Linked DNA regions of Macaca mulatta: region 1 is linked to region 2. Evidence: chromatin contacts called from public Hi-C data. All regions are on one chromosome and are shown on one strand. Each heading gives the region's core, a stretch centred on a gene start, on an enhancer-like site or on the middle of the called end of the contact. The rest is flanking DNA. Distances are from core to core; before and after follow the strand shown. Region 1 overlaps PRKCH (protein kinase C eta). Region 2 overlaps PRKCH (protein kinase C eta).

Evidence for each region. A called contact is a pair of places that touch in the nucleus more often than the background predicts.
Region 1: a Hi-C map of CD4 T cells shows a contact between it and region 2, with 2.6 times the contacts expected there. The contact joins two enhancer-like sites. A contact is called at or near these places in 2 of 14 Hi-C or Micro-C datasets (CD4 T cells and blood).

Annotation. Positions count from the first base shown.
Region 1 is chr7:134,558,968-134,564,198 of T2T-MMU8v2.0, forward strand. PRKCH (protein kinase C eta) reads left to right here. Exons shown (of 15, transcript XR_013396298.1): 6 at 754-883; 7 at 3,159-3,286. Among named protein-coding and RNA genes, the nearest start is that of PRKCH, 130 kb to the left of the region's middle. Within about 2 kb of position 2,379, at least 6 of the 40 cell types and tissues checked have an H3K27ac peak or open chromatin away from gene starts, as enhancers often do. A contact at or near this core is called in CD4 T cells and blood, where this site is marked.
Region 2 is chr7:134,490,163-134,495,671 of T2T-MMU8v2.0, forward strand. All of the region lies in intron 1 of PRKCH (protein kinase C eta), which reads left to right. Among named protein-coding and RNA genes, the nearest start is that of PRKCH, 64 kb to the left of the region's middle. Within about 2 kb of position 2,384, at least 6 of the 40 cell types and tissues checked have an H3K27ac peak or open chromatin away from gene starts, as enhancers often do. A contact at or near this core is called in CD4 T cells and blood, where this site is marked.

The DNA.
Region 1 (5,231 bases), core at 1,129-3,628, 69 kb after region 2:
TACAGTACACATATAGGATTGCTAAAGAGTATACCTAGAGGTATAAACCACAGCTTTTCCAAGAAAGAGGCCAGAGAAGTTTCAAGAGGAGTAATGATTACCCTACTCCTTGTCATGCATGGATCTGTTGTTATAGCATCAAATTGTGGTATGAACTGCAGAGTACATGCCTAGTGGAATTATTTGCTGGAAACTGAGATTTAACTCAGATTGTCAGATTGCAAATGCCAGGCAAAGAAAGGCTGGAAGGACTGAATAAGTAGTTACTTTAATGTCACTTTGGAATAAATTCCTTCTGTGGTTCCATGGCTTCTGAGTCTCTTTATTTTTCCCCCCATGACACAATGTCTGGAAGAACTTATAGTGATAGCAAGTATATATAGTGTGTAAAAGACCCATTTAATCCTGAAGTTAAAGGGTTCTGGAAAATAGATGGGGGTGTTAGGGAATTGGCAAGGAGAGAAATATGGCCTGAATATGAAAGATGAAGTGAAAATATTAATTTCTATTTCTCAAAATGGCGAATGATCTAAAATGTGTTTCCCACATTTCTGTCTTGTCCTGTTCATTAGAAAATGTGTTTAGTCTGGTTAGTAAGACCTGAGTAATTAATCAGGGCCGAGTACAGTAAAATAATATACCTAGCTCAGGTGTCATAGTAACACTTTGCATTTGATGGGCTCCTATTACAGTTTTTACAAAAGATGTTGGTATGACATTTTAGCACTTGTCCCTTTATTTCCTTTTTTACAGATTGCAGAACAGAGGTTCGGGATCAACATCCCACACAAGTTCAGCATCCACAACTACAAAGTGCCAACATTCTGCGATCACTGTGGCTCACTGCTCTGGGGAATAATGCGACAAGGACTTCAGTGTAAAAGTGAGATGCTGAGGTGCTGGGTACCCACCTCTTCATGGGAACACTATGCCCCAAGCTTTCAGAATTCTGTGGGCTCAGAATGTGTCCTAGAACCGATGATTTTAGATATGTTGTAAATTAACATCTTAGTCATTTTAAACTTACGTGTTTCTTGTCAGGCATGTAAAGAAAACTTCATATGATGCCAACATTTTCTAACCACAGGACATGAAGTCAAATGTTACATTCAATGATCTAGCTCGCTAGCTGACAAATACAGGCCAGACACTGTATTTTAGTAGGTGTCTGGAAGAGAAAAAGATGGGATCTTAGTCAGAAATGGAAGATGATTGAGTGAGGTGAGACACTAAAAAGAAAATAAATAAATAAAAATTTCAAAGAAATGGAAGGTAGGAGGAGGTAAGGAGGTAAGATGGCCAGATGAGAAGGTTGGATTAAGAGTAAGAAATGGCAGGAGAATGGATCTGATGATCTCACCAGAAATCAGCAGGAATTGAGTTGTCACAGCATAAGAAGAGCTGCCCTGGGTCTTGTGAAAGAGGACTCTGATAGAGATTGGAGACAGGGGTAGAATGAAGGAAGATAAAGCCTTGCTTGTGAGCTTGGATCTGACCAGCTGTGCCCAGTGGAGTGAGAGTTCGGAGCTTTGGCCCTAGCAAAGGCTCTGAGCAGGTGAGAGCTGATCCCTGTCCTGCTAGGAGTTAGGGAGCTGTTGGCCTTGAGCCATCTCGCATGGAAATGTAATGATCTGTCTGCCGTGGGGTGCACCTGACGCCTTCCTTATCAGACACACCCCAAGTTGCCAGTTGAGGAGAGCAATGGGGAGGTAGAACTGGCATTGAGTATAGCCAGACAACTTCCATTGACTGCTTGGACTTATGCAGCCTGCTTCTGTCAACAAAAAGGGACCAGTCACTTGTCTTTAAGAAGGGTACATTCTTCTATCTCTGGAGAACACCATTTAATAATTTTTTTCTCATAAAACCAAACAGTAGCCAGCTCGTGGATAACTTGTAGGGCATTGGTCCAGGTGCAGCTTGATCTTAGCGTGATGATCTCACCTGGGTCTAGATGCCCAGTGGGAAGTCCCTCTGCCTTGCGTGGTTGTTGCTAATATGCAGAGCCACGCACAGGGCTCGTCTACATTGTCCTCTTCCCTGGTGGCCTGAGGGTAGCACACCTGCGGCGATCCGGCCCCTGTGATTTTTGCTTTTATGGTCACGTGGTGGTTTTGAAAGGCTTCTGTGGGCTCGTGTGTCTTACACCTGTCTTCCTGAGGGGGAGGGTTTCCCATGAAGCTAATGAAGTCTCAGGGCTCCTCTCTCTCAAGGGCACCTTCCAAAGCCCTCTACTTGATTTGGTGTTCTTTTTCTTAAAGAGGGCTTCCTAAATTATGTAAATTCAGGCCCCACAAAACCTGGCTCTGCTTCCAAGATGGACTGACTCCATAAAACAGGAATGTGTCGCTTGTCGCTTCAGTTTCACCTCCCATCAGCGGGGCCCATGTCAAAAAACTGTCTCAGAATTTATTCCAGCTGACAATGCCTCAGATCCTTCATCGTCCCCAGGCAGCTTCCTGTGCCCCGGGAGCTTAGCTTGCTTTGCTCGCCTCTTCAACTGCCATTTGTACTCTGACCTTCAAAAAGTTTTAAAAGTTGCGTTTCCCCACTGTGAAGCAGTTAGAACCACACGCTGCAAATGCTGAGAACCACAGGCTCACAGGATGCCCATCTCTGTGCTGTGAGGGCTGCCCAACCACAATACTGAGAAAGAAAGCTGCAGATAGAGGTTTTTCTGGTAGAAACACCATTTCCATCCTGTTTGAACAGTGATCTACATGTGGCATTCAAACTGCTACCTTTTATTTCACTATTGAGAGACAGAAAAAAATACAGTTGACATGATTCTTTGTTATTTAATTGCCTGCAAATTGACGCTGTGATAAACATTTTAATCTTTATATTAGAACTTACTAAGTCAGCAATGACTGTTACATGTGATTTAGATGAATGGGTTTCATCAAATCATGGTGAAAAAAATGTATTTAAAATCTATTATTCTTTAGTATGCCTGGCTTTCTGCTTCTCCAGAAAACAGAAACAGATAAAACGTCAGGAACTGTTATTAGTGTGAGCTTAATTTTATGAGAAAATGATACTGTTCAGCTGGTATAATTCCTCTGTCATAATCTTTCAGGCTATTAAAGTTCTCTGTTGCAGCACGTGTTGACTTGGTTCCTTTCTGAACGTGGATTCTGTTTTCCTCTTCCCTCTAGTATGTAAAATGAATGTGCACATTCGATGTCAAGCGAACGTGGCCCCTAACTGTGGGGTAAATGCGGTGGAGCTCGCCAAGACCCTGGCGGGGATGGGTCTCCAACCCGGAAATATTTCTCCAACCTCGGTGAGACTTTTTTTCCATGTATCGTAATTTAGAAGTTGTTCAGATGTGGTGAGCCCAAATGAGAGCATGTGGTCTCATCAAAGTTCCTAATCTAAGCAAATACAATCAACAGACTTACTGCCTTTCTGCCTGCCTTTCTTTTTCTTTTCCTTTTCCTTTTCTTTTCTTTTCCTTTCTTTTCTTTTCTTTTCCTTTTTCTTTCTTTCTTTCTCTCTCCCTTTCTTTTTCTCTCTTTCCCTCTCTCTCTTTCTTTCTCTCTCCTCTTTCTCTCTCCTCTCCTCTCTTCTCCTCTCCCCTCCCCTTCCCTTCCCTCCCCTCCCCTCTTCTCCTCTCCCCTCCCCTTCCCTCCCCTCCCCTCCCCTCTTCTCTCTCTCTCTCTCTCCTTTCTCCCTCCCTCCCTCCCTCCCTCCTTCCCTCCTTCCCTCCCGCCTTCCCGCCTTCCCGCCTTCCCGCCTTCCCGCCTTCCCGCCTTCCCGCCTGCCCGCCTGCCCGCCTGCCCGCCTGCCCGCCTGCCCGCCTGCCCGCCTGCCCGCCTGCCTGCCTGCCTGCCTGCCTGCCTTCCTGCCTTCCTGCCTTCCTGCCTTCCTGCCTGCCTGCCTGCCTGCCTTCCTGCCTTCCTGCCTTCCTGCCTTCCTGCCTTCCTGCCTGCCTGCCTGCCTGCCTGCCTGCCTTCCTGCCTTCCTGCCTGCCTGCCTTCCTTTTTGAGATGGGGTCTTCCTCTGTCACCCAGACTGCAGTGCAGTGGCACAATTATGGTTCTGTGCAGCCTCGACTGCCCAGGCTCAAGTGATCCTTCTACCTCAGCCTTCCGAGTAGCTGGGACTGCAGGTGTGCGCCAGTATGTCAGGCTAATTTTTAATTTTTTTTTGTAGAGATGGAGTTTCACTTTATTGTGCAGGCTGGTCTCAAATTCCTGGGCTCAAGTGATCCTCCCGCTTTGGCCTCCCAAAGTGTTGGGATTACACAGGTGTGAACCACTGTGTCTGGCTAAAATCACATTTTTTTTATTTTTATTTATTTTTTTATTTATTTTTTTTTTTGAGACGGAGTCTCGCTGTGTCTCCCAGGCTGGAGTGCAGTGGCGTGATCTCGGCTCACTGCAAGCTCCGCCTCCCGGGTTCACGCCATTCTCCCGCCTCAGCCTCCCAAGTAGCTGAGACTACAGGCGCCCGCCACCACGCCCGGCTAGTTTTTTGTATTTTTAGTAGAGACGGGGTTTCACCATGTTAGCCAGGATAGTCTCGATCTCCTGACCTCGTGATCCACCCGCCTCGGCCTCCCAAAGTGCTGGGATTACAGGCTTGAGCCACCGCGCCCGGCCTAAAATCACATTTTTAATAGCAATTTGTTTCACAGATAAGATTGTAGTTACAGTTATATGACAAGAAATAATGAGCATGGGCAACAAGTAATAGAAAGTAGAAGGAGGACTTTTTTCTTTCTTTTCCTTTTTTTTCCCCTTTTTTCTTTTTTCTACTTATTCTTTGAGATAGAGTCTCGCTTTGTCACCCAGCCTGGAGTGCAGTGATCTTGGCTCACTGCAACCTCCACCTCCCAGGTTCAAGCAATTCTTCTGCCTCAGCCTCCCGAGTAGCTGGGATTACAGGTGCCCACTACCACGCCCAGCTAATTTTTGTATTTTTATTAGAGAGGGGGTTTCTCCATGTTGGCCAGGCTGGTCTCGAACTTCTGATCTCAAGTGATCCGCCCGCCTTGGCTTCCCAAAGTGCTGGGATTACAGGCATGAGCTGCCACGCCTGGCCTCTCTTTTCTTTTTTAAAGTCAGCTTCCTGTCACTGTGGTCTGGTGAAAGCCTAAAACGCAGGATCCTGGGTTATGCTCTTGGCTGATGACCAGGCAGGACAGGTGACCAGTAACTATGGGCGTCAGCATCCTCACCTCTAAAGGGGTTCAACTTGAAGATCTCTGAGGCTCTGCACAGCCC
Region 2 (5,509 bases), core at 1,134-3,633:
GTGTTTACTTGGTTCAAGGAACTCTGCTAGGCTCCTTGGGAACATAGTATCAGATCCTGCTGGAATGGAGGTTACAGACTTATTGCAAGTGATGAGATACATGTATGAAAACGTAAGTAATTGTTCAAGGTATGGATAAGTGTTAAGATAATAATAGTTGAGATGTGAATTTTGAGACTGGAGGGATCAGTGTGAATATCAAATCCTGGCACCAGTTTCTTCCTTCTGCTCCTGAAGCTGTGTCATCTTCTGTGCTCGGTTACCCATCCAACCTGCAGCCCTGGGAGCTCCTCTGGGGAGTCTTGAGTACCTGGCAATTGTCCCGGCCCTGGGAGTCATTCAGTAAAGGTTCAAATGAATGGATGGATAGATGCAGTGAAGAGAGACAGGCTTTCCAGGCAGAGAACATGGCATAAGCAAACGCGTGGCTGAGTGATAGAGCCAGGAGGCGGGCCTGACTAGGAGAGCAGGTTTTAAAAAGGGATTTTTTTCTTCTTTTTATATTTTAACTTCCTAAAGTGACAATGGAAGGAAGGGAATTTTGAAAACAAAGTTTGGACAGATTAGTGGGAAGGCAGCAAAAGGGGAGCCCAAGTGGTCCTGAAAGCCACGTGGAGCAGGGTGTTTTATTCTGAAGACTCTGGGAAGCCAGTGGAAGCTTTGGAGGGGGAAGTTGATGAGAATAGCACTTTAGAAAAGGCTGTTTGTTTCTGGTGGGGTGTCCCATGACTGCAGGAGAAAGGATGAGGGGAGGAGGCCTGCAGTGACAGGGATCCTAGAGGGATGGAGGGAACAAAAGGAAAAACAGATGGTCACGGTGCCTCGAGTCGGAGTGGCTCCGGGATTTTAAGCCTGGGAATGCAGAAGAACATGGTTCTAGTGATTCAGTGATGACCACTGGAAGCTTTAGGAGAAAACATGGAATTGGAGCCCTTTAAAGCAGGAATTGGCCCCTTAGAATCTAGCTCAGGCTTCCCAGATGTTGGTCCGTGGTCTGGCTATATCACAGTCACCCACAGAACTTTTAAAAACAGCAGATGCCTAGACCCCATTCCCTTGCCCCAGAAAATTTAAAATCAGTAGATCACCTGTGGGGCCTGGGAATCTTATATTTAATCCCTGTCTGTGGTTCTTTGGCAAAAGAGGTTGAATGGCCTTCCTGATGTCACAAACTGGTCAGGACAGAGCACCAGGATCCAGGTCTTCTCTGTCTTTGCTATTACTCAGCCACATTGTGGGAGATAGGGGATAAGTTCAGCCAGGGAGGTGTAGTATTTGAGGCAGCGCTGATTCATGTGAGTTCAACACTGATGACTCTTTGAGGAAGGGGTTACTTGGCATGAGAACTCAAGGGTTAGATGGCTGTGAGGGTGCATGTTGGGAATCATTCAGCCAAGAAATGCTTTCCTGAGTGGCTGCTGCGAACCAGGCACAGGATAGAGCTTCGGGGACTCTAAAGTGTAGAGCAGAGTGGTAGAAACAACATAGAGAACCCTAAAGGCTGAAACTGTGTTTGTGTTTTGTTCTCTGAACTGTTTTGAGTAAATTTAGGTATAAGTTACAACGTATGGGTTGAAATTCATTATTTTGGGTATGGATGTCCAATTGTTCTAGCACCATTTGTTGACACTGAGTTTTTATACTTTTGTTCATTTGTCTGTTTGTGTATAAGAATCACATTTTTTAAAAAGACTACTGTTATCTGGGTTTCAACAAGGGCCCAGGAGTTGTTCTTTTTACCAAGAGAAGTCGTCTGTAGGGGAGGGGGTTTGTGTATTTATTGCTCCTTGAATGTGACTGTTAGAGTAAGAATGCTAAGTGTGTTCATTTCTATGTGGGGCTACCCTAGACTCTGACCTCAGCTCTGTCCTATTAGACACTCTGTCAGTACATTAGCCAATGACATAGGTCTCCTGAGGCCCTGATTTGGGGAGCCATAAAACTGAGAAGGGGAGTGAATGAACTGACTGGATTTGCCATCCAGTGAACCCTGTGACCTGGAACAAGCCAAAATATTGCAGAAAAAAAAAAAGAAGCACTTAGGTTTTTGTGAAGGTTTTGAGCCTAACCACTGCACAAGCACAGGATGTGGGAAGCAAAGCCTTATAGCACCTAGAAAACATGCAGAGGTTTTAGTTCATTGTAAGCTCAGCCTGGGCCACTGGGGCTTCTCAGAGCGCCCGTGTATTCTCGCTGCGTTGGTAAAGGGCACTGTCGCTGTGAAGATCAACATTAGTGATAATCTTGCTCTCACTCGTGAAGGTCAGGTTGATTTCACACTCAGGCTGATTTCACCCTTTAATGGGGGTGTGGAGAAATTGGGGCATGTCAGGAGGAAATTGACCAGAATGGTGAAGGAGGAGAAAATCATGTCCTACATGAAGTTGCTGAGAGTTTGAGATACCCAGGTCTTATCTTGTTTACTCATTTGTTCCACAAACCATTTTGTGTCCCCTTATATGCAAGGTAGGGTCTCTCCTTTGGGGACAGGGCATAATGACTACAACATGATGTGGGTTCTAGCAGTAGTCTTCATAACAGGTGTGGAGTTGCCCACCTGTCTGAAAGAGGTCTGGGAAGGTCCCCCTATACAGGTGGGTCTTGAATTGATGGACAAATTGGAGTCTGACAAGTATGAAAAGGAAGAAAGGAGTTTCCAGCCAGAAAGATCACATACCCCAAATCACTAGGCAATAAGCTACAGATGAGTAATGTGTAATTTTCATAATTTTGACTATATTCCCCAGTGTGCTGCTTGACCCATAATGCGTTTGGTTGCTCTCTCAGAATAAATAACATACCTCCCTGGAGAGTGTACAGGAATTAAGAGATGAGGATGCTGGTGTATGCAACTGTAGTGGTGGGAAGAGCTTAGGCTGAAAGGTAAGAAGGGGTATAGTGTCTAGGGCTATGTGCTGTGCTCAAGAATTTGGACCTCATCATGGACAGGAGAGGAAACACTGACGGTTTCTAAGTTAGGAAGCCACATGGTCAGATTTTAATTTTTGAAACATATCACTGGCAGCAGCTGGAGGACAGTAGTCTGGAGATAGAAGGCAGCTAGAAGCCCGTTCAGGGAGGCCAGATGAACCACGGCAGTAGGAGTGGAGTGGGGGTGGATCCAGGAGAGACATCGAGAGTGGACGTGTTGGGATCTGAGAGCGATTGCATGTACCTGCCGAGGAGCTGGGCTTCTGGTGTGCACTGCTGGGTAAATACAGGGCTCAGGAGTGAGAGGAGGGCCAGGAAAGGGTAGTGCCCTGGAAGTAAGGGACGAGAGATTCATGAAGAGGAAGACAGAGAGAACAACTGAGATGAAGACAGACATATCTTTGTATCTGACAGTAGGACGTCATAAAAGTTGCTGGAGCTGTTTCAGTGCTGGTGGGAGGCAGGGAGGCAGACTGCAGGAGATAGCACAGATGTTAGAAGGCATAGAGGGATGTGATAATTGTTGTCAAATATTTGACCTATTCTCTTTGGCTGACAATTCAGATATGTTTTTTGAGTGCAAGTGATAGAAACCCCTACTCAAACTGGCTAAGACAAAAGGAATTTGTAGGCTCAAATAACAAAAAAAATCCCAAAGAATCAAGCAAGGCTTGATCTAAGGGTTTAAATGATGTTATGAAGAGCGGTTCTCTTTCTGTCCCTCAGCTCTCCCCTCTTTGTTGGCTTCATTCTGTAGCTCAGTGGGGGGACAAACACGGGTGCCAGACACTCCCAAGTTTGTGTCCTTCCAGATTGAAGTTTAGCAGAAGCGAGATCTTGTCCCTTCTTTGTAGATCCAGGATTCCTAGTTGGACCTACTTGGATTTTTGTGCCCAAACCTGAACCAGTAGATGCTGATACCGGGTAGGGAGTTGTAATTATACTGCTAGCCAGAGAGAAGGAATGTGCCTGCCCCAGGCCAGCTGTGCAGAGTTCAGTCAGTGCTGTAATCGGCTAGGCCTGGTCACATGTCCACTCTGGAGCTAGGGGCAGAATCCCACATGAGCAATTTGGACTACATGTGAGGGAGGGGTAGTTCTCAAATAAAGCTCAAGTGTTATTCCCAGAAACTGGGATGGAGGTACTAGCTAGAGACAGTGTCCACTGGAGCTGTAGAGGGCGAAACTAAGGTAAATCAGTGGAAATTATTGGTCTTGCTGCATTTGTATTCATAGAGAAAGATCTGTCTATGATATACAGGAATGGAATAGGCCAGCTGTTAAGGTAATGAGTTGGTTACCACTGGGAGGTATCTAAGCATCCGCCATGAATAAATGATAACAGCCCATCAGCAGTGTATAGAAGGAACGAATAACCTCTAAAGCCACATTTTTCAAACTGTTTCTCTGTGACACAGTAAGGAATACATCTTTACATTAAAACCCAGTATACCCTTTTATATGTATACAAAACTACACACAAAAGTTGCATGAAGCAGTACTTTTCCTTACTACCTGTAGCATGTTCATATTTTCTGTTCTGTTTCTATTCTACTTTAAAATCCCTGTTGTGGGCTGGGTGTGGTGGCTCACACCTGTAATCCCAGCAGTTTGGGAGGCTGAGATGGACAGATCACTTGAGGTCAGAAGTTTGAGACCAGCCTGGCCAACACAACGAAACCACATCTGTACTAAAATTACAAAAATTAGCCAGGTGTGGTGGCACATGCCTGTAGTTCCAGCTACATGGGAGGCTGAGACAGGAAAATCACTTGAACCCGGGAGGCAGAGGTTGCAGTGAGCTGAGATGATGCCACTGCACACCAGCCTAGGCAACAGAGCGAGACTTTGTCTCAAAAAAAAAAAAAAAAAAAAAGAATTCCCTAATGAAAGCAACCCACTAAGTTGCTTTCATGTGTCTTTAAAAAGTTTCAACCTGCAGTTTGTAAAACCCTGTTCTGAGGTCCAGTGTCTTACCACATCTGCCCTAAGTGGACAGCACTTGAAGACCGTGTTTAAATCTGGCTTTTCCACCACAATGGGTGGCTTGGGTCAAAAATGCGGAAGGAAACCTGTTCTACTTGTGAGAACTCCTGCTTCTAACTGGTGGAATCTCCTGCTGTCTGTCAGAGTAGCTCCTGACCCATCTTGAGATGGAAAGGCCTTTGTGGGCCCTCGGGGAAGAGTTGAAGGGAGTTTACAGGCTGGCTGTGGGCTGCAGGATGGCGGAGGCGGCCAGGCAGCAACTGTGCCTGTGCCAGCAGTAGTTTATGTTGTGAGGTCAAATGTATGTGTGTGTATGTATTCTCTGGCAGGCCTTTATATTGAAGATGAGGGAGTGGCTTTTAAAAATAACGTATTTTTGACTTGAAACAAGTCAAGGCAGAGAGTGGAGACAATTAGAGGCTGATATCCTGTTTAGTCATCTCTCTTGAGAGCTCTATTTTCAGAGCTGTTCTATAAAAGTTCACAAGTTGTGTTAAGATAGTTAAGAGGATATTGTTAACAGTAGTCATGATGCAAGTAGCTGATTTGAACAGGGAGGTGATTTATAGTGTGGTAGCCACATTGGTAACAGG